Regions from separate parts of the Ovis aries genome. Here region 2 is linked to region 1. The links are chromatin contacts, called in public Hi-C maps. All regions are on one chromosome and are shown on one strand. Each heading gives the region's core, a stretch centred on a gene start, on an enhancer-like site or on the middle of the called end of the contact. The rest is flanking DNA. Distances are from core to core; before and after follow the strand shown. Region 1 has its middle 38 kb from the start of TRNAC-GCA. Region 2 holds the start of CDO1 (cysteine dioxygenase type 1).

What was found. A called contact is a pair of places that touch in the nucleus more often than the background predicts.
Region 2: a Hi-C map of liver shows a contact between it and region 1, with 2.7 times the contacts expected there. The contact joins the promoter of CDO1 here to the enhancer-like site in region 1. A contact is called at or near these places in 2 of 16 Hi-C or Micro-C datasets (liver and mixed tissues).

What each region holds. Positions count from the first base shown.
Region 1 is chr7:4,561,553-4,568,049 of ARS-UI_Ramb_v3.0, reverse strand. No RefSeq gene overlaps it. Among named protein-coding and RNA genes, the nearest start is that of TRNAC-GCA, 38 kb to the right of the region's middle. Within about 2 kb of position 4,604, at least 7 of the 54 cell types and tissues checked have an H3K27ac peak or open chromatin away from gene starts, as enhancers often do. A contact at or near this core is called in liver, where this site is marked.
Region 2 is chr7:4,668,788-4,675,398 of ARS-UI_Ramb_v3.0, reverse strand. CDO1 (cysteine dioxygenase type 1) reads left to right here and starts at 4,891. Exons shown (of 5, transcript XM_015096777.3): 1 at 4,891-5,284. The coding sequence starts at 5,115.

The sequences.
Region 1 (6,497 bases), core at 3,355-5,854:
ATCAGTAATACAAATTCCAGAGTCACATAATGCTCTCTGGAAAAGCACATTCTAGGTAGGTGAAGTCTGGAAATGACAGATGTAAAAGATGGATCCAATAGCATCCTATGTCCTCTTGGTATCATAGGAGTCAATTAGTGCTAAAAGAGAAGAAATGAGTGAGGACAAGCTCATTCAAGTTATCATTTTCACTAAGCCAGCCCTGCTAATGCAAAATAATAATAATAATAATAATAATAATTAAACTACAAATAGTTGGCATGGCTATAGCATTATTATTCATAGCAAATTATATACCTGGTAAACACACAGTACAATAAACACTCGTTTATGACTTCAGTAAAAGTGTAAGTCATAGAAAGGTTAGGTTGGATTGCTCTTTCAGGAAAGTTATGTAAGGGTTAGGGTTACATACACAAACAGCCTTTGGTGGGGGCAGGAACTGCAGTCTGGTCCCTGTTCTCCAGGATCATAGTTCCTTTTCATGGATGGTAGAACAAAAGGGAAATGTCCTGCCCTTCATGAGCCAGTTATTAAAAATGAATCTCTTTGGGACAAGACTAGGCTTCCAAACAAACAAGTCATTTAAAATTAAATCCATGTTTCCTTGGGGTTTCTTGATTAAGGTGTCATCCAAGATAAGGATAAAAAGGAGATTGTACCCTGATGAGAGCATGTCATATTTTAAATGCTGGCTGCTGAGTGTGTCTCAGTCAGTGGTTGAATTTTTTATTCCTCCATTTTATCTCTATAGCTACCATGGTGTCTGCAAATAGCAAAATATTCTATCTGTATTTATGAACAATGAGTCACAGAATGCTTATTAATCAAATGAGACAAAGAATGGTTAAATAATCAAAAGAGAGGGAAAATAACTCATTACTCAATTGTTCTTATTTCTGTTTGCAGATTCCCACATTAAGGGAGTGTTTTGACCAATTTCAATACAATTTTGGTAGAAATAGAATTTCAGTCTAGAAGTGAGGGGACTTTGTTCAAATATTGCATCTATAGAAATAGTTTCTTGAGACTTCCCCTAGACCTTCTTACTCCAAACAACAAATACTTTGTTGTTGTTGTTTTTTCTGGTGTAGAAAAGATGAAAACTAATTCTCTAGTGCTCTTCCCTTAAACTTCTACTCTGCTGGGCTTTGTAAATGTATGTGACCAAGTGAAACCAGATGTTTCCATTTCCTCTCCCCGCCCATCACAAGATGCCTTGATTTTCACCTTTGGAATTGTTTGTTACAGCTTGAGATCTTCTTATAAAAGGCCTTGTGATGGTTATTTTTATGTATTACTTGATTGGCTAAGCATGCCCACATAGCTGGTAAAATATTATTTCCCGATGTATTTGTGAAGGTGTTTCCAGAAGAGATTACCATTGAATTAGCAAACTGAGTCAAGAAAAGTGCTCTTACCAATGTGGATGGATCATCCAATCACTGAGGGCTCAAATAGAATGAAATGGTGGAGGAAGGGTAGATTTGCTCTGGGACATCCACCTTCTGCTCATAGACATCAATGCTTCTGATGCTCCTAGAATATGGGCCTTTAGACTGTGTCTGGAATTTATGTCATTGACTCCTATGAGTCTCATGCCTTCGGATTCAAATTATGCCTCCCACTTTCAGGTTTTCCAGTTTGCAGGTTGTATACCACAATTGCATGAGCTGCTGCTGCTGCTGCTGCTAAGTCGCTTCAGTCGTGTTCGACTCTGTGCGACCCCATAGACAGCAGCTCACTAGGCTCCTCCATCCCTGGGATTCTCCAGGCAAGAACACTGGAGTGGGTTGCCATTTCTTTCTCCATTGCATGAGCTAATTCCTCATATATATACATGTAGTTACATATATATATCCTACTGGTTCTATTTCTCTGGAGAACCCTGACTAATATATATTTCTTTGCATATCACCTAGTGAATATATAAGCCTGAATTAAGTTTACTGTTTATTTCTTGGGGTAGAGGAAATATGTAAATAAGCCATCACAAGGAGGTAGAATTTGCAATGGTTAAAAAGAGAGACTTGTAATAGAATCTGAGCTCTACCATTTACTCTCTTGAATGAGCTGTTTAAACTTTCTAAAACTCCTCTTCCTCTAAATTGAGAACACAGTTACTGAATTTAGATCATATGGTAACTTAATGAGATGATTTGTGTGAAAATACTCAGTATATAGTAAACCAATCAATAACTATTTCTGTTATGTTTTGATTGGAAAGCAGGAAAAGGAAAGAGGAGGAAGGGTGAAGAGCCTGGGTGCTGTCCAGCTCTGTATGGAAGAAGGAGGGGGTATAGGGGGGAAAGTTTTAAAAGTGGTGTTAGTAGAAAGCTATGAGTTTCTCTAAATTCATCATCTCACAAAGGGCCAATTCTGGGTGTTTATGCCTGTGCCAATGCATTCTATAAGAATATCATATCTATTACCCACCAAATTCCTGAGATTCAGATGATTTTAATATACTTTGTCCAATAGAGTGTCATAGGCATAATATGGCCCCCAAAGTTGTACATGTCCTAATTTGTAGAATTAAATATGTTACCTTATATGGCAAAAGAGACTTTGCAGATATAGTGAGGATTGTGAATCTTGATATGGATCTTATTTGACTAGGATGAATCTAACTGTATAAGCTGTTAAAAGTGGGAGAAGGTGAAAGAGTCAGTCAGAGAGACATGTCAGAATTGGAATTTTGCAGGTGAGATTCAGTGCCTGAGGGGTACTCACCCAACCTTCTGTTTATGGCTTTGAGGTTGGAGGAAAGAGATCATGAGTCAAGGAACGCGGGCAACCTCTAGAACTGAGGTAAGTACCTCCAGCTGACAGTCAGCAAAGAAGTGGGTACTTCAGTACTGCAACCATAAGGAACTGAGTTCTCCCAACTACCCATGTGCTGGAGGATATAGATTGTCCCATAGAGCCTTCAGAAAGAAATGCAGCCCTGCTGACACCTTGACTTTAACCCAGTGAGGCTCATTCTAGACTTCTGACATGGAGAACTATAAGATAATAAATTTTTTGTTGCTTCAGTTCAGTTCAGTCGCTCAGTCATGTCCGACTCTTTGCAACCCCATGAACCACAGCATGCCAGGCCTCCCTGTCCATCACCAACTCCCAGAGTCCACCCAAAGCCATGTCCATCGAGTCAGTGATGCCATCCAACCTTCTCATCCTCTGTCATCACCTTCTCCTCCTGCCCCCAATCCCTCCCAGCATCAGGGTCTTTTCCAGTGAGTCAACTCTTTGCATCAGGTGGCCAAAGTATTGGAGTTTCAGCTTCAGCATCAGTCCTTCCAGTGAACACCCAGGACTGATCTCCTTCAGAATGGACTGGTTGGATCTCCTTGCACTCCAAGGGACTCTCAAGAGTCTTCTCCAACACCACAGTTCAAAAGCATCAATTCTTCAGTGCTCAGCTTTCTTTATAGTCCAACTCTCATATCCATACATGACTACTGGAAAAACCATATCCTTGACTAGACAGACCTTTGTTGGCAAAGTAACGTCTCTGCTTTTTAATATGCTGTCTAGATTGGTCGTAACTTTCCTTCCAAGGAGTAAGCATCTTTTAATTTCATGGCTGCAGTCACCATCTGCAGTGATTTTGGAGCCCCCCAAAATAAAGTCAGCCACTGACTTTTTCTACTGTTTCCCCATCTATTTGCCATGAAGTGATGGGACTGGATGCTATGATCTTCGTTTTCTGAATGAGCTTTAAGCCAACTTTTTCACTCTCCTCTTTCACTTTCATCAAGAGGCTCTTTAGTTCCTCTTCACTTTCTGCCATAAGGGTGGTGTCATCTGCATATCTGAGGTTATTGATATTTCTCCCGGCAATCTTAATTCCAGGTTGTGCTTCTTCCAGCCCAGTGTTTCTCATGATGTACTCTGCATAGAAGTTAAATAAGCAGGGTGACAATATACAGCCTTAACGTACTCCTTTTCCTATTTGGAACCAGTCTGTTGTTCCATGTCCAGTTCTAACTGTTGCTTCCTGAGCTGCGTAGCGGTTTCTCAAGAGGCAGGTTAGGTGGTCTGGTATTCCCATTTCTTTCAGAATTTTCCACAGTTTATTGTGATCCACACAGTCAAAGGCTTTGGCATAGTTTTGTTGCTTAAGAGTCTAAAATAATGGTAATTTGTTTGAGCAGCAGTATAAAACTAATACATGGAAATAAAGACAAAAGCTTCATTTAATTTCATTCATTCATTTATTCAGTTTTCAACATTCACTGAGCAGCTATAGTGAGTGAGTCTCTGAGCCAGTTGCTAGTAATAAAAGCATGAGTAAGATACTGTCCTGGCTCTCAGCTTATTTAGACAAAGTCAGTGGAATGACCAGAAAAAGTTTCAAACTACCTAAACAACTTGTTCTGGCTTAATTCTCTGAACTACTCCACCTCTCCTCTTGCTTGCAATTTCAAAACAATTAGTCATAGGAGAGGTGTGGCATGTTTTGCAAACTCACTGGCATGGATGTAGTTGAGCAATCCAAAGAAAATCTAATGGATTTTCCCCCTTGGTCTATTTCCAATAAGATCTTGGCTTTGGTGCCCTTTGGGGTAGAGCTTTGGCTGCTTAATAAACATACCATCATGCTGCTGCTGCCCAGTGACACAGTGACATCCTTCTTCTTCAGAAGAGTAGTCTCTTGGTGGTTGCCTAGGTCAGGGCTCCTCGAGCCTTGGTGGGCCTAAAAATCGTCTGGGAGGCTTGTTAAAACACAGATTCCTGGGTTCCGTTCCTGAGATTCTGACTCAGGAAGTCTAGCCTGGGGCCCAAGAATCTCAATTTATTTTAAAAATTTATTAATAAATAAATGCTGGTATTTATTTAATAATTTTAATATTAATATTAAATATAATAAATATTTACTTGTTCCAAGTCTTAGTTGTGCCTTAAAGGATCTTTTCTTTATGGTTGCAGTATGTGAGGTCTTCAGCTGCAGCATGCAAGCTCTTCATTGCAGATGTGGGATCTAGTTCCCTGACCAGGGGTCAAAAAGCAGCCCCTCTGCATTGGAAGCATGGCGTCTTAGCCACTGGGTCACAGGGGAATCCCCAGAACCGGGATTGCTAACAAGCTCCTGGATGATGCTTCCTGTCCACAGGCCTCACTTGCAGTGTCTTCAGTGGATCAGTTCAGTTCAGTTCAGTTGCTCAGTCATGTCTGATTCTTTGCGACCCCATGAATCGCAGCACACCAGGCCTCCCTGTCCATCACCAACTCCGGGAGTTCACTCAAACTCACGTCCATCGAGTCAGTGATACCATCCAGCCATCTCATCCTCTGTCTTCCCCTTTTCCTCCTGCCCCCAATCCCTCCCAGCATCAGAGTCTTTTCCAATGAGTCAACTCTTCGCATGAGGTGGCCAAAGTACTGGAGTTTCAGCTTTAGCATCAGTCCTTCCAAAGAACACCCAGGACTGATCTCCTTTAGAATGGACTGGTTGGATCTCCTTGCAGTCCAAGGGACTCTCAAGAGTCTTCTCCAACACCACAGTTCAAAAGCATCAATTCTTCGGTGCTCAGCTTTCTTCACAGTCCAACTCTCACATCCATACATGACCACTGGAAAAACCATAGCCTTGACTAGACGTACCTTTGTTGGCAAAGTAATGTATCTGCTTTTGAATATGCTATCTAGGTTGGTCATAACTTTCCTTCCAAAGAGTAAGCGTCTTTTAATTTCATGGCTGTAGTCACCATCTGCAGTGATTTTGGAGCCCCCCAAAATAAAGTCTGACATTGTTTCCACTGTTTCCCCATCTATTTCCCATGAAGTGATGGGACCAGATGCCATGTGGATCACTCCTTGTTTATTAATGAGCATGGCTTATGGAGCCTGGATGGTCAGAAGCAGACAAACCTCAAAAACATGCAGCATTTCTGCCAGTTGGTGCCGTACTTTTGAACCCTGAACCCTGATAGTCCTCCACCCTGGTCCTTCTCACTTTGGTTCTCAGATGGCACTTCCCAGTCCTCCTATGATCACCCAAGATGCACAGCAACTTGCTGCAAACTCAGACCACTGAGAAGTGAGGGAGAGGAGGAGAGTATGAGTGGTGTTCCTCTAGCCCATAAGTCTTGATGTCCTTGCATCATAAACAGCATCCTCACCGATAAGGCAAAATGAAAGACTGAAATCTTCACTTACGCAACTCAGCGTGGGTGCAAAGGGCATGTCCCACTGAGGGACACGCAAAGGGATTACACAATGCGCTCTGCAGACACTGAGACAGCACATGATATAGCAGCCTCTCCTCAACTCCAACAGTTAATATCCCCTCACCAAGCTCTGTTGTCCTTTATTCCGTTGCTGCCATCCTTCGCTGAACTTTTTAAAGTCCAAGGACACCCTAGAATGTATTGGCCCAGACAAATGCGAATGAGTTACTGCTCAGTTCTCTGTCATTGTCCTTCTCAGGATCTTGTCCTTCTCAAGATCAAGAACAAGATCTCATGTCCTTCCTGAGCTAGAAAATGGCCACA
Region 2 (6,611 bases), core at 3,642-6,141, 110 kb before region 1:
GGAGAGGATACAAAAATAACATGTAAGTGAAGTGTATCCCAAAGGTTCTCATTGTCAAAATAATCCATATAAGTAACTACAGATACCTGCTCCAACGTGGTGTGTACCATAAGAAAGATCCTGATTATTGCTCTAGTTGTTCAAGAGGAGACATGAGAAGAAAGCATTTGAGCCAAGACCTTAAGGTAGGATTTGGACATATTAAAATGTCTTTCTAGTATCTGGGCAGAAGGAAAAGCTTAAGCAGAAGAATGGATTTGGTAACCACAAGACATACTAACTAGTACGATCTGGCTGGAAGACATCTGGTAAATGAGAAGAGTAAAGGTGAGAGATGAAAAAGGTACTGTACAACCAAAACATGGAGAGTTTTAAGTGTCAGACTGACAAACCTAGTGTGTAGAGTCACTGAAAGTTTCTGACCAGGAGACATAATCAGTCTGGAGTTTGAAGGACAGTTAGTGTGTATAATAAAGGATCCACAGTGGGAAAGGCCAGCCCAATAATCCACCCAAAATTATAGCAGAGGCTTGAACAAGCGGAGTAGCAATAGAAATAGAAAGGTGGGAAACCCATAAAGATATTCTGGAGATTTTAAAACGTTATCTGTTGGTTGAAAAGGCTTGAGAACGACGCAATGAGATCAAACCAGTGAATCCTAAAGGAAATCAGTCCTGAATACTCATTGAAAGGACTGATGCTGAAGCCGAAACGCCAATACTTTGGCCACCTGATGCAGAGAACTGACTCATGGGAAAAGACCCTGATGCTGCGAAAGAAAGAGTCGGAGGCAACTGAACTGAACTGAATTGCGAATGAAGTTGAAAAGAGTAGGCAGTGGTGAATGAGGTTCTTGAACTTTGGTAGCCTCATTGTGGAAATAGAACCTCCAGGAAATGAAAAGCATGTTTGAAAGGTGTTTTAAATATCGTATATTTCATTTGTGGTACTAAAAGGTGTTAGAGATTGCTCTCAGTGTGTGCGATTAGGGAGATGTAGGAGACATCCACATAGAGGGGATCAATCGTGATTTTAGGGGGAGAGTTTAGAGAGGCAATGAATATGAATGTGTGGATATAGCTATATTATATAGATAGATCTTTGATTAGAGATACATATAATATTTTATATATACATGTTGTGTGTATCAGTTCAGTTCAGTTCAGTCGCTCAGTTCAGTTCAGTCGCTCAGTCATGTCCCGACTCTTTGTGACCCCATGAATTGCAGCATGACAGGCCTCCCTGTTCATCACCATCTCCCAGAGTTCACTCAGACTCACGTCCATCGAGTCAGTGATGCCATCCAGCCATCTCATCCTCTGTCGTCCCCTTCTCCTCCTGCCCCCAATCCCTCCCAGCATCAGAGTCTTTTCCAATGAGTCAACTCTTCGCATAAGGTGTCCAAAGTACTGGAGCTTCAGCTTTAGCATCATTCCTTCCAAAGAAATCCCAGGGTTGATCTCCTTCAGAATGGACTGGTTGGATCTCCTTGCAGTCCAAGCGACTCTCAAGAGTCTTCTCCAACACCACAGTTCAAAAGCATCAATTCTTCGGCGCTCAGCCTTCTTCACAGTCCAACTCTCACATCCATACATGACCACTGGAAAAACCATAGCCTTGACTAGATGGACCTTAGTTGGCAAAGTAATGTCTCTGCTTTTGAATATACTATCTAGATTGGTCATAACTTTCCTTCCAAGGAGTAAGCGTTTTTTAATTTCATGGCTGCAGTCACCATCTGCAGTGATTTTGGAGCCCCAAAAAATAAAGTCTGACACTGTTTCCACTGTTTCCCCATCTATTTCCCATGAAGTGATGGGACCAGATGCCATGAGTATACATATATATATATATGTATACATATATACATATACATATATATATATATACATATATATATATATCCTTGAGGTCTCTGAATGTCAAGAGGAGCTAGAAAAAGAAAATACTGTCTGAAAAATTAAGGGAAGTGTAATCCACTATGAAATGCAGGGAAGTTAAGCTTGTATTTGATTTTTGTTTTTCATTCCCAATATTTGTGAGTTAAAATGGCTGAAAAGAGGTATTCAGTAATGAAGAGACTCAACAGGAAGTTCAGTAATAGCCACAGGACTGGAAAAGGTCAATTGTCATTCCAATCCCAAGGAAAGGCAATGCCAAAGAATGTTCAAACTACCATACAGTTGCGCTCATTTCGCATGCTAGCAAGGTAATCCTCAAAATCCTTCAAGGTAGGCTTCAACAGTACGTGAACCAAGAACTTCCAGATGTACAAGCTGGATTTAGAAAAGGCAGAAGAACCAGAGGTCAAATTGCCAACATCTGTTGTATCAAAGGAAAAGCAAGGGAATAATTTTTTTTTTAAATCTATTTCTGCTTCTTTGACTATGCTAAAGTTTTTGACTGTGTAAGTCACAACAAAAAGTGGAAAATTCTTAAAGGAGATGGGAATACCAGACCACCTTACCTGTCTCCCGAGAAACCTGTATACAGGTCAAGAAGCAACAGAACGACATGGAACAACTGACTGGTTCAAAATTGGGAAAGGAGTACGTCAAGGCTGTATATTGTCACCATGCTTATTTAACTTATATACAGAGTATATCATGTGAAAGGCTGGGCTGGATGAAGCACAAGCTGGAATCAAGGTTGCCGGGAGAAATATCAACAACCTCAGATATGTGGATGATACCACTCTAATGGCAAAAAGCGAAGAGCAAGTAAAGAGCCTTTTGATGAGGGTGAAAGAGGAAAGCAAAAAACCTGACTTAAAACTAAACATTCAAAAACTAAGATTATGGCATCTGATCCCATCACTTCATGGCAAATAGAAGGGGGAAAAGTGGAAACAGTGACAGATTTTACTTTCTTGGGCTTCCAAATCACTGCAGACAATGACTGCTACCACGAAATTAAAAGACGCATGCTCCTTGGAAGAGACATCACTTTGCCAATAAAGGTCTGTATAGTCAAAGCTATGTGTTTTCCAGTAGTTGTGTAAGGATGTGAAAGTTGGACCATAAAGAAGGCTGAGTGCCAAAGAATTGATGCTTTAGAATTGTGGTGTTAGAGAAGACTCTTGAGAGTCCCCTGGACTGCAAGGAGATCAAACCAGTCAATCCTAAAGGAAATCAACCCTGCATATTCATTGAAAGGACTGATGCTGAAGCTGAAGCTCCAATACTTTGGCCACCTGATGCGAAGAACTGACTGATTGGAAAAGACCCTGATGCTGGGAAGGATTGAGAGCAAGAGAAGGGGGCAACAGAGGATGAGATGGTTGGATGGCATCATCAGTTCAATGGACATGAGTTTGAGCAAACTCAGGAAGATAGTGAGGGACAGGAAAGCCTGGTGTGCCGCATTTCGTGGGGTTGCAAAGAGTAGGACTTAGCAACTGAACAACAACAGGAAACATAAGAATAAAAAATTTTGAGCAAATGACTAAAAGGGTACAAATTTTTAGTACTTTGTCCTATAATTCTTTAACCACCTCTGCAACACACACCACAAAAGGTTGGCTTCTGGAGTACTAACATGTATAACAATATATACAGATATTCGTACATATGTGCTACTGCTGAGTCACTTCAGCCGCGTCTGATTCTGCGCAACCCCATAGACGGCAGCCCACCAAGCTCCCTCCTCCCTGGGATTCTCCAGGCAAGAACACTGGAGTGGGTTGCCATTTCCTTCTCCAATGCGCGAGAGTGAAAAGTGAAAGTGAAGTCGCTCAGTCGTGTCCCACTCTTAGCGACCCCATGGACTGCGGCCTTCCAGGCCCCTCCGCCCATGGGATTTTCCAGGCAAGAGTCCTGGAGTGGGGTGCTATTGCCTTCTCTGTCATACATATGTACATACATATAAATACCTTGGAGCAAAATCTAGGAAAAACAAACCAGTCTTCCAGAAGTCTAGACTTTTAATAAACCCTAATCTATCTATAGTAAGAAAGAAGGATTCTCTACTTGACTTTTTTCTGTCCTTCACTTTTATTTTCATTCATACCTAATTTGTGTTCATCTCAAAGCTTGCTGTGTGCTATGCAGAACATAGAAATGCATTTTCTTGTGTGTATTACTGGTACCAACAAGTGCCAGTGGTATTATCCTTTAAGCACAAGCCTAAAATTGAGATATTGAAGTAACTAGAACGCTTTAAATTTCTTTGACCCATTACTGGAAACATCAGGTCTTTGCATTGAATATATTATTAAGGAACTGTTTTATTTTAAAAATCAGAGGGATACCCGGCCTTCTATTGTTTCACTAGGTTGCCCTAGACACAAGCTTCCCTTGTCAAACTGTAATTTAAAGTACAACACATTCAAATTTTTTTAAAGAAGATTTTGATTTATTTTCACCTAGCCTTGAAGCACATTATCGATGGTTTCAATCGGCAGAACAGTCGCTCTCCAGCCTTAGGTGTGCAATCCATCCTCAACCTTTGCGAACTGTTCACAATCCCTCGGCTCCATTTAGAAGAAAATCCCCTTTCTTTCCCGTTTCTTCCTCCCAATCGCCCTCCCCTTCTCCGGACCCCTTCTGTCGACGTCCAAGCACTGTGAACCGAGGCTGCAGAGCGGAGCCTCAGGGAGCTGGGCGGGGGAGAAGGGTTTGGATGCGCCGCCAAAAGGCGCCTTGCTCCGGGGGGTTGTGCAGAGACTGCGCGAAGCCCACCGCAAGCGCTGCGACCCGCGAGGACAGCGTTCCGCCAGGGCGAGGGTGCCGAGAGAGCCTGGGCCGTCTGCGTGGGCCTTACCCGCACACTTCTCTCCGCTTTAAGCCCTCTTCTCAGGTCGCTTCCCGCTTCTCCCCACCCTCCGAGGGACGTTGGTACATTCCCGCCGATTCCGAGAGCTTTAAAAGGGCCCTGGGAGGCTGAACCTACGAGGTTGGGTCCGGATTTGTGTGCGCAGCGCGTACCCAGACCCGCCAGGGCGGGTATCTTGGCACGGGCTTCTTTACGCCGTGGCCCTCGTGCACTCGGGGGCTTTGTGTCGCGTGTAACTGTCTAGCTAGCGCCTAGGAACTCTCGCCTCCGGCTCCTCGGCTCGCTCAGCTCCTCCTTCTTCGCAGCCCGGCAGCGAGCCGCGCGCCGCCAGTTACTCGGGGATGGAGCGGACCGAGGTGCTGAAGCCCCGCACCCTGGCTGATCTGATCCGCGTCCTGCACCAGCTCTTCGCCGGCGAGGAGATCAACGTGGAGGAGGTGCAGGCCGTCTTGGAAGCCTACGAGAGCAACCCCGCCGAGTGGGCGGTGTACGCCAAGTTCGACCAGTACAGGTGAGCGCGTTCTCGCCCGGGTCTCCGAGGCTCCGCGGCGCCGGCCTCCCGGCCCAACGGCGAACGGCGCGGGAGGAGGGGGTTCGACCGCCGCGGAGCGCCCACCCTCGCGGTGCTCCCAGCCGGCTCCCGCACCCCGGCCCCGCGCCTCCATGCCCGCGAGCCCTGGGGCCTGCGCTCGGCGCTTCGGGCCGAAGGTGGGTCCCACCGGCCCGAGACTGCGACAGGCTCCCGGAGGGGAGGACACCGCTGCAAGTTTTCTCTTCTCTTCTCGTTGATCAACCCCTCGGTTTCCGAACAGCCACTCCTCCCAACCTTGGCGTCCAGAGCAGTAGCCCTCCACCCGCCCCCCACCCCGCTCTGGAGCCTTCGCTCGCCTAGCCCGCGGAGAAGATGCGGGGAGCCCCAGGGGGCTGGACGCCCTCAGGCTCGGACTGGCTGGACTAACCCGGGGTGCTCCTAGGAGAAGGTCCAACAGCGGTCCGGAGAAAGGGGTGACTGTGGCAGACGCAATTAAGCGACATTAATTCTCACCACTTCTCCCTCGATCGCCTGCAACCAGGCGTCCGCCGGCAAGCATTTTTGCTAATATAAAATAACGACCTGGGGTTGTCAGCTGTTTTTCAGTCTATGCTGATCCCTCTCCCAAAGCAATGTGTCTCCCCCGACTGCAGGTTTATTTAAAACCACTGTTTGGTTCTCAAATGAGTGCTTCTCTTTCAGCCCCCAAGCCATATGCTGTTTCTTATCCTTTAGATCTGAGAGTCTGGAATGTAAATTGAAGACCCCTCCCCCGCCCCCCGCCGCCGCTCCTCAGCTGTGCTAGAGTGAGATGAACCGGGTGGCTGCTCATTGCAGCCCTGGCTCGGAGATTGAGTAAAATTGAAACGTGAAGCACCACCAATCCTCTGGGGAGAGAAGTAAAATTTAATCACCCGGAAGAGTGAGGATTGCTTTTTCCGAAGGGTAGCCAGCGCTTGGGTCATAATGGTTGGTTGTGTTGAGGGCGGGGAGGGCTCTGGTACTCTTCCGATGACTTGACTCCTGAGCTAACTTATTACCTCACAACGGTTCTGTGACATAGGTGCCATTCTTATCCCTGTTTTACAGGGGAGGAGGAGGAGGTAATGAGAGGGTTGATTACCTGCATAAGAACTAATGTCCAGGATTCAAATTAGCATTCTTGTTCCCGAGCCTACACTCTAAACCACTACTAAACTTCTTACAGACATAAGGTGCCATCATAGTTTTCTTCTACCTAGATTTATTATTGACCAAGTGAAATCAGTTAACCAGGATAGCTTGTAAGAGCTTTTAATCTGTAGAA